2 separate regions of the Lactuca sativa genome follow, and region 1 is linked to region 2. A link is a contact called in public Hi-C data. All regions are on one chromosome and are shown on one strand. Each heading gives the region's core, a stretch centred on a gene start, on an enhancer-like site or on the middle of the called end of the contact. The rest is flanking DNA. Distances are from core to core; before and after follow the strand shown. Region 1 holds the start of LOC111918004. Region 2 holds the start of LOC111918005 (glutamate synthase 1 [NADH], chloroplastic).

Region 1 (4,632 bases), core at 1,779-4,278, 500 kb before region 2:
AAGGGGACAAAACCTAGACTAGCTTGTGATGGGATGTGAGTTTAAGTGATGTGATCTTGTCTAGCCACTTGCTTGGGTGGTTGCTTAGAGATAGAGTTAGTTAACTAACTAACTACTAGTTATTTAGTTAGTTAGGAGTTCTATTTAAGGAGAGGGAAGGTCTTAATCTTGAAAATTAGAAGAGGGATTAATAAGCATTCTTAGTAAAATGTCTTAAGTGATTAAGCACTTATTAGTTAAGTTGGCACTTATCTCCACCAATTCTCTTATCTTAATTGATTTAGAAATCATATTCCTTACATGAAATCACTTTAGGTAATGACCCATAACTAGTTATTCACTAGATAATAATACATATGTATAAATACATACATGTATACTTAGTATAAAATAACAATGTAGTTTTTGTGTATTTGAACTTTAATGTTTATGTTTTATTCTTTTTATTCAAAAACACTTGGATACATTTTAATTATACCTTATAATAATTCATTTTATATTTTAATTTATTTAAATATAAAATTTATTGACCAATGTATAATTTCGTGACATTTAACCGGTTAACCATATCGTTAAACACGTTTTGTCACTTTGGTTCGTATATTTGTCGAATTTAGATCCTACACAACTATTAAGCACACGTTTTACATAGAACCTAACTTAATTATCAACTAGATACATGTTGTTACAAAAATTAAGTTTGTTGCGTTCAAATGATGTTATATGCTAATTTCACAAACCGGTGATGGTTCGTAGCCATACATCATAACGAAATTTATCAATAGCTACTTGTTTTATATTTCACAGTAACTTATTTAAATAAAAGAGGTTAAATTCCTTCAACCATTCTTAATAAAATACTCATATTGCTTAATAATCAAAAGATAGCATCGTACGATCGTTCCTATTTTTTTTTTTTTTTTACCAATTGTTACACATCACATCCCCTCATACAATTTGGTTGATTCTACTTAATCGATTTTTGACTAAAACACACACACACACACACACACACACACATATATATATATATATATATATATATATCACTACAACACAACAACATCCTGTACACAAGGATACATAATCAAATCTAGTGGGCCGACATTGGTGCCTTCGACCCACAGGTATAGTGAGGAAACTCACCTGAATTGGAGAACCCAAAAACACCGCGATACGCCCTGATTGATGCCACGAACTTACTAGCACCAAAACATGGTAGATTCTTATTTATCAGCCCAAAACCCTTCAAGATTGGCTTAGGGTCAAACTGGTCAAAATTCAATGGTCACCAAGTCACCACCAAAAGCTCAAGAACTCATAAATAGGGCTAGGGTTTCGTTTAAACTGAGTGGAGGCTGAAGAGAATACCCTAGGTCATGAGATAAGTTCCTTAAATATGAAGAGAACCCTAAAATTCGTGGGCTTGGGCTGCAACCACTCTCCCAACGTGACCATTCTATTGTCATGTTGTGACAAGCCCCCTTGGATACACATTTCAATTTCAACCTGTCACATCATGACACCCGATTTTACCCTAAAACCATGCACTTCACTCCTTGATACCCTAAACCGATTCGATTTGGAAACTCAATGTTACAATTACCCCCCACTTAAATTCGATTTTGTCCTTGAAATCAGTTCTCGCTTCCACTTCCGCACACTCTTCAAATTCCTTGTGGATTCTCCAAACTCTACTCCCTCAATGCGGGTTGAGATCATTTGAATGCCAACATTTGCAACCATAGCCAACAATGGTTCCATCCCAAGCTCATAAGCCAATCTAAGTAGAGACTCCAAGTTCTGAATCACCTCTATTGTAACATCTTTTAAATAGTCGATCATTTCCCGACAATTTTGCCAACCTTAAATTTGTGAAACCATGCAATCTGATGAAAACATCTTCACACAACCTCCTTAAACCATGACGATAAGGACCCACTTCCTTATTCATAACATGTAGATTCCGAAGTATTAGACAACCTCCAGGTAAACCGAGCCATCCCAATTGTCACCCATGCTACCCAATAATTGCAGACCTGACCCAACCAAGACCTCCTGACCTTGCACCGCCCATTGAAAAGCCAAAGAAAGAAACCACCACCCATGCCATAGCCGACAACCTTGCATACCGACGCACCAACGTAAATTCTAGAAAAGCCTAGAAGATGAGGCTAACCAACCTCCAAATCAACTATACTGACCAAAAATCTATAGATTTGATCGAATCGAGATCTTCCCGGCCAGATACCACCATACAAGAAAGATAAAGCATGAAACCCACGACCGAATGTCGTTATTGCTAACCCTGCATAAACATGCCGACAAAACTAAAAAAAAAAACAATCAATCACATACTAAACTAGACCAAGTATTCACTCGGCTCGAACAACTCTGCTAATACTAACAACACTCGGGCTTAACCCCGATCCCCTAACCAATAACAACACTCAGACTTACTCCTGATCCGCTAACCAATAACAATACTCGAGCTTACCCCCGATCCGCTAACTACGAACAACACTCAGGCTTACCTCCGATCCGCTAACCAATAACAACACTCGCAGCCTAACATAAATGCCCACCGAACCAGCAAGACTTAACTAACCCTACCAAGCCTTTGGGTCGTGGATGTGACGACGGTGAGGGAAATGATAATGGAGGTGAAGGTGGTGGTGGCTTCAGTGATGAAGACGTCAGGTTCAAATGATAGTAGGGACGACCTTTTAGGGTTCTTAGGTTTGAGTTTGGAGTTTTTACATGACCAGTTCTTTCATTTTATGTTTTTACTCATTTGGTATGGGCATTTTAAAATATTTAATAGTCAAATAGTTAGATTTAACGATGCATGGTGCGTGCATTCTTTGGATACCATATGGGCTATTCATATCAAAAGTTGGATCAAAATTGTAGATGGATATAAACCACAAGGACCAAAACGATAGTTTGCTCTTTTTGTAATTCTGTAATATACAGACAACCCCCTCATATTTCAAAAGTTACGATTACGCCCTGTAATTACAGTTGGGAAAGTTGTTTAAGGAGTAAAGCAGCCATTAATAAAATGATCCAGGTCTGAAAAATGTGGAAGCAGGCACAATCTCTGTTCGCGGAAGAAGAATATGACGACTCACAAGACAATCTGTTGGAAGAAGCCGAAGGTCTCTGTTCTTTATCTCCCACACAGGTATTACTCTATCCAATTCCCCCAATATTTCGCAAATTTCCCATAAATCACGATCATCTGTGATGAACCCTAAAAGCTTATACAACGTCACTGTTTTCTTGTTCGACACAGAGATTATATGGCTTCGGTGCGTGTTGTTTAGCTGGACTCCTTTGTATGTTACTGGTACTTCGATTTACACTCTTCTGTATACGATCTCATTCCCACTATATGGTTTTTTTCGAAAGGCGTTTTTAATGTGATACTGTTGAGTTTTATTTAGTTACTTTGATCATTCGATACCAACAAAAAACAAAAAAAAAAAAAATCAAGTATGGGTTTGGCTTCTATGATGGAAACCCTTATTTTCTTGAAAATGCGAATTATCGATTGCGTTTGAAAGATGTTCTTGATCTCAAGTAAAATTGGGATTGGGGTTATGCTTAAGTATACTAAATCATAATCCTTCAAGTGTTTGGCATGATGAAAGTTAACACCAAGCATCAAGCTTGAATCTTGATTGACATATATGTTACTAAATTTTCATTAAGTACTTAAATTGATAATGGCATGAATAAAAAGGCCATGATTATTCATAATTTAACATCATCTATCTAAAATCTAAATGGTAATTTTGCAGTCGACAATTGTGTTTGCCATTCCGATTAAGTTTGCTGTATTGTTTACCTTTGGTAACTTGTTGGCTATTGGAAGGTATGTTTTCTTGTATTTATATATAATCCTTTTTATATTATAAAAAAAAATTGCACTTTTAATCTATTTAATTTGTCTAATCTTTTTTCTTTTTACCATTTAACAGCACAGTTTTTCTTATGGGAGCTACACGACAACTACAAATGATGTTTGATCCAGTTCGTATTTATGCAACATCTATTTACATTGGATTCGTTGTTCTAGCTCTCATTTGTGCTCTTGGGGTAACAAAATAAATAACTTGAATCCATTTAAAGATATTTTGACTTTTTATGATTTGACCTTTTTTTTTCATTCGCAGATTCATAGTAAGTTGTTAACTATCCTTGCCATACTATGTGAGATATGTGCACTCATCTGGTAAGTTTGTCATCTTTATTCAATCTCTTTACTCCTTTTTTTTTTAAAATTTTTTTTTTTGATAATGTAAGTGGTATAAAATATTTTCAGGTATAGTTTAAGCTACATACCTTTTGCTCGAGCAGTTGTTTCAAAAGTGACAATTCGTCTTTTTGACACTGAGATTTAGGTAAAGAGTTTTCAAGAAAATATTTCGTTCATGATCATTATTATATTCATTTTGTTTATTAACGTGTGTCATCGTGGAGTCACATGTCATTGAATATATTGTGGTTTTTTTGAATAATTATTGTGTTGGATTTCACGTATTATTGCAAGTTTTGGTATTATATATTGAATGAGGGAGGATTGATTTGAATGCTTTAAGATCTTTCAAAATTCAGACCCATGAA
Region 2 (4,511 bases), core at 257-2,756:
TTGTAATAAAAGAACCTCTTAAGCTCTTAAGACAAAGAAACTAGTTTGCCTTAAAAGAAAGCATTCAAGCATCATCTTTATCTTTATGTTCTTAACACATTAAGAGACAAAAATTATAGAGAATATGGAGACGAGAAACACCAAATTTCATGGTTTTAGCTAGTAAAAGAAGAGATACATGCAAGATTTTTAGTCATCTTAATCCAAGTCCTTACCCATTGAGTTTTGATGCTTTAATACACCATACATCTAGCAACAAAAGACTAAAAGTGTAAGAGCATGACTTTATGATTAAATAAATGCAAACATGTATTCTTTTTCTTTTTACAGTCTCTTTGAATATTTTATAAAAAGAAGAAACTAGTCTTTTTTTTTTTTATAAAACTCTTCTAATTTTTATAACTTATAAAACATATAAATTCATAAAAAACAAAAACCCATTTTAGTCCAAAAAAATGTACATGACATAATAAATTATACCTTATCATATATTATGATATATTTTGATACTTAACAGTGAAATTAATATTTCCATAAAATAAATACTTTCCAATTAATTACAATATATATATATATATATATATATATATATATATATATATATATATATAATCAAATTCTTATAAATAATATATTTGCATAAAGTTGTTGTTAGTGTGACAATTTATGATCATATATTATCTATCAATATGATTGTATAATGACTTTTGGACATATATGTCAGAAGATGAACGTCGACCATGAAGGGAAATGGTAATCAATAAGAGGAGGCTATAGTGGTGTCTAGAAAGATGATCGGCAACGACCAACGATCATTGTTCTAGACAGAAGATCGTTGGAGTTAGAGAGATATAAGTAGGGAAGGGGGTGAACATTGTAATCTAATAGGGTTTTATTGAAGGTTAGGTTGGGAAGAATATTTTTTTTTCTTTTAAAATTAAAACGACTTAAAGAAAAAGTTAAAATAAATTAAAAATATTATTAATGTCATTAATGTCATTTTATATGGTAAAGAACTAATTATACAAAAATTAGATTTACATCGACAAATAAATAAAGGTCAACCAATTAATTATGCAAAATGCAGTGACTATTTTTATTTTTGTCTGGATATTATACAAAAATCTGGAACTTCAAGATTGTTAATTTTTTAAATATAAATAAATTAAAATCACATCGACATGGATATTGTATATGTTTTTTAAAACTATGATATATAACATTTAATTATCTAACTTTGTAAAATCCTAAATTACCACCACAAATTAGATTATTACGTAAGACTTTTATGAAAAGTATGGTAACACATGAAAAACGCAACCAAATTAAAGAATTGATTTGTAGAAATGTTTTGGATTCTATCATTCCAGGCACAGTAGAAAGTTTACCCTAAAAGTGGCAAATTGGTAAGCGGGCCCCACGCCCAACAATGGCACCTTGTTGAGAAGATGAGCTGGTACCCCCTGCCTCCCTCTATAAAATCAACCTACTACCCACCTCGTCGAGGCCGAGAAAAACCCCACCCACCAGAACCCTTTCTCTCTCTCTCTCTCTCTCTCTCTCTCTCTCTCTCGTGTGTGTGTCTGCGGGAGTGTGCATAACAGCAGCCGTCGGCTGCTACGTCGGTTGTTCAGTTTTGTTCGTTTTATCTTTTAAAGATTCATCTTGAATCCATATACCCTGCGTATCGAGTCCATATACAAAACCCCCCAACTAAATCGGCCTGTCAATTGGAGGAAAGTGGGCGCTTGATTTGAACCATTCCTTCTTTAAACTAAGTTGATAGCTATCCAGATCTGATAATAAACGCTTCACAAATCTGTTTATTGGAAAGATCTGAAGCAGGGGGAGTTTTTGATAAAAATTGTTGGTATCTGATAATGTCGGTGGCTTTGAATCATGCTGTCCAGGCCCGACCCGACGCGGACGTAACGAAACCTTTCGCTTCCGCTTCCCGTCCGTTAAGCGGGTTAGCCCGGATTGGGGTTGGCCGGAGCCGCACATGGACGAGCCGTGGCTCGGTCGTTAAACAGTCTAGTCTGTTAGGGAAGAAGTTGTATGGGACTAGGCTGCAACGGGGGTCGGTTTCCGAGACGCTCCATCAATGGAAATCGGATGGTCCGGGTCGTGACCCGAAGCTTAAGGTGGTGGTTCGGTCTGCTTTGTCGCTAGTGCCGGAGAAGCCCTTAGGTCTTTATGATCCATCCTTTGATAAGGATGCATGTGGGGTCGGTTTTGTTGCTGAATTATCCGGCAAAAGTAACCGCAATACGGTATGTATCATTTTCGCTTGCGTTTTCAAATTTGTAGTTTTATGTTTGTTTTTCAATCAATTTGACAACTGAATTACTTTTGTGACCTGATTTAGGTGACTGATGCGATTGAGATGTTGGTTCGTATGTCACATAGAGGTGCCTGTGGATGTGAAACAAACACCGGCGACGGTGCCGGAATTCTCGTCGGTCTTCCACATGACTTCTACAAGGAGGTATATATACATAAAGCTCTTTCTACACATATCGTAATCACTACATACGTTGCATATTAAAGCCAGTTCACTTTTTTATTTAGCAAGATGAGTAATTATGTCTTATTCTATCGATAAATCTGCATCATCAGGTTGCTAAAGATGAGGGGTTTGAGCTACCACCACCTGGGAAGTACGCAGTGGGGATGTTCTTCTTGCCTACTTCCGATACCAGAAGGGAGCAAAGCAAGATTGTGTTCACAAAGGTATCATAACTGAGCTTGATTTCATCTTAACCACGTTTGTTGCTTCTTGATCTTGCAAAATTTGTTTACAACTTCACGATTACACTCGCAGGTTGCTGAATCACTTGGGCACACAGTTCTTGGCTGGCGAACTGTTCCCACAGATAATTCTGGATTGGGGAAGTCCGCTATTCAAACAGAACCCGTCATTGAACAAGTGTTCCTCACACCCACATCTAGGTCAAAAGCTGATTTTGAGCAGCAGGTATATATGATCTTTAACTTGCATAATGTTTAACTCAACATATACGAATGATGCTTATCTTGATTCTTGATTCTTGATTAATAATTGGTATTTGCAGATGTACATACTAAGGAGGGTTTCAATGGTAGCTATCCGGGCTGCATTGAACCTACAACATGGTGGGATCAGGGACTTCTATATATGTTCTTTATCATCAAGGTTTGGTTTTCTTGAATCTTGATATCAATTATTTATCATATGGGTTTTTAAAATTGAAATGATTTATATGCAGAACTATTGTGTACAAAGGTCAGTTAAAACCGAACCAGTTGAAGGAGTATTATTATGCAGATCTTGGGAATGAAAGGTTTACGAGCTACATGGCCCTGGTAATTATTTATCCATATACTTATTTTTTGTCCACTGACTTCATACTTAACAACAGCATTGGATCAACCGGTTAACGGGAGAGAGATGCGTGGTTAACTTATGATTTTGGATTGGATGCTCGATTCATTAGTGGTGAGTTGGTAATAACCTCATTAAGAAGTTCATCATGTTTACACAAACTTGGTGCATTGTTGTGCTCAGTTCTTGATCATGAAACTTCATGAGGTTGCATAGGGGCTTACATGATGTTTTGATACAAAACCTAATCCTTATTTTAACAATGTCATGGATCTCAATCATTGAAAATATTGGTATTTGCATTCTTTTGTCTAGATTCATTCTCGGTTTTCAACCAACACTTTTCCTAGCTGGGATCGAGCTCAGCCTATGCGTGTTCTTGGCCACAATGGAGAGATCAACACACTTAGAGGGAATGTTAACTGGTATGCTTATGCCCTCCATGTGTTTGATCATTTGTCAATCTTTAGTTGCTTTTTAGTTTTCAGTTTTCACTACATTGTTGTTTACTTTTAATCTTTCTTTATTCAGGATGAAGGCACGTGAAGGTCTTCTGAAATGCAAAGAGCTTGGTCTTTCAAAGAATGAGATGAAGAAACTTCTTCCCATTGTAGATGCCAGCTCATCAGATTCAGGTGCTTTTGATGGTGTTCTTGAGCTTTTGGTGCGAGCTGGTAGAAGTCTTCCAGAAGCTGTTATGATGATGATTCCAGAAGCCTGGCAGAATGACAAGAATATGGATCCTAAAAGGAAGGCATTATATGAATACTTTTCAGCTTTAATGGAGCCATGGGATGGACCTGCACTTGTTTCATGTATGAGTTTTGAGCTTCATTTCACTCTTATTTGTTACTTTGAGACAGTTAATTTTGTGCTTACATAAAATGTTATTTGCAGTTACTGATGGGAGATACCTTGGAGCTACACTGGACAGAAATGGTCTACGTCCAGGTCGATTTTATGTTACTCATAGTGGAAGAGTTGTAATGGCAAGTGAAGTTGGAGTTGTTGATATTCCACCTGAGGATGTTTCTAGAAAAGGAAGACTTAACCCTGGAATGATGCTTCTTGTGGACTTTGAGAAACATACAGTTGTAGATGATGAAGCCTTGAAAAAACAATACTCATTACAAAGACCATATGGAAA

Evidence for each region. A called contact is a pair of places that touch in the nucleus more often than the background predicts.
Region 1: a contact with region 2 is called in a Hi-C map of leaf, with 5 times the contacts expected there. The contact joins the promoter of LOC111918004 here to the promoter of LOC111918005 in region 2. A contact is called at or near these places in 2 of 4 Hi-C or Micro-C datasets (leaf and seed).

Annotation. Positions count from the first base shown.
Region 1 is chr9:78,535,562-78,540,193 of Lsat_Salinas_v11, reverse strand. LOC111918004 reads left to right here and starts at 3,028. Exons shown (of 6, transcript XM_023913648.2): 1 at 3,028-3,187; 2 at 3,299-3,352; 3 at 3,807-3,880; 4 at 3,987-4,104; 5 at 4,182-4,240; 6 at 4,331-4,598. The coding sequence starts at 3,083. The coding sequence ends at 4,409.
Region 2 is chr9:78,036,037-78,040,547 of Lsat_Salinas_v11, reverse strand. It overlaps LOC111918005 (glutamate synthase 1 [NADH], chloroplastic), which reads left to right and starts at 1,506. Exons shown (of 18, transcript XM_023913649.3): 1 at 1,506-2,273; 2 at 2,369-2,488; 3 at 2,620-2,733; 4 at 2,825-2,977; 5 at 3,075-3,175; 6 at 3,249-3,345; 7 at 3,680-3,789; 8 at 3,896-4,179; 9 at 4,262-4,511. The coding sequence starts at 1,881.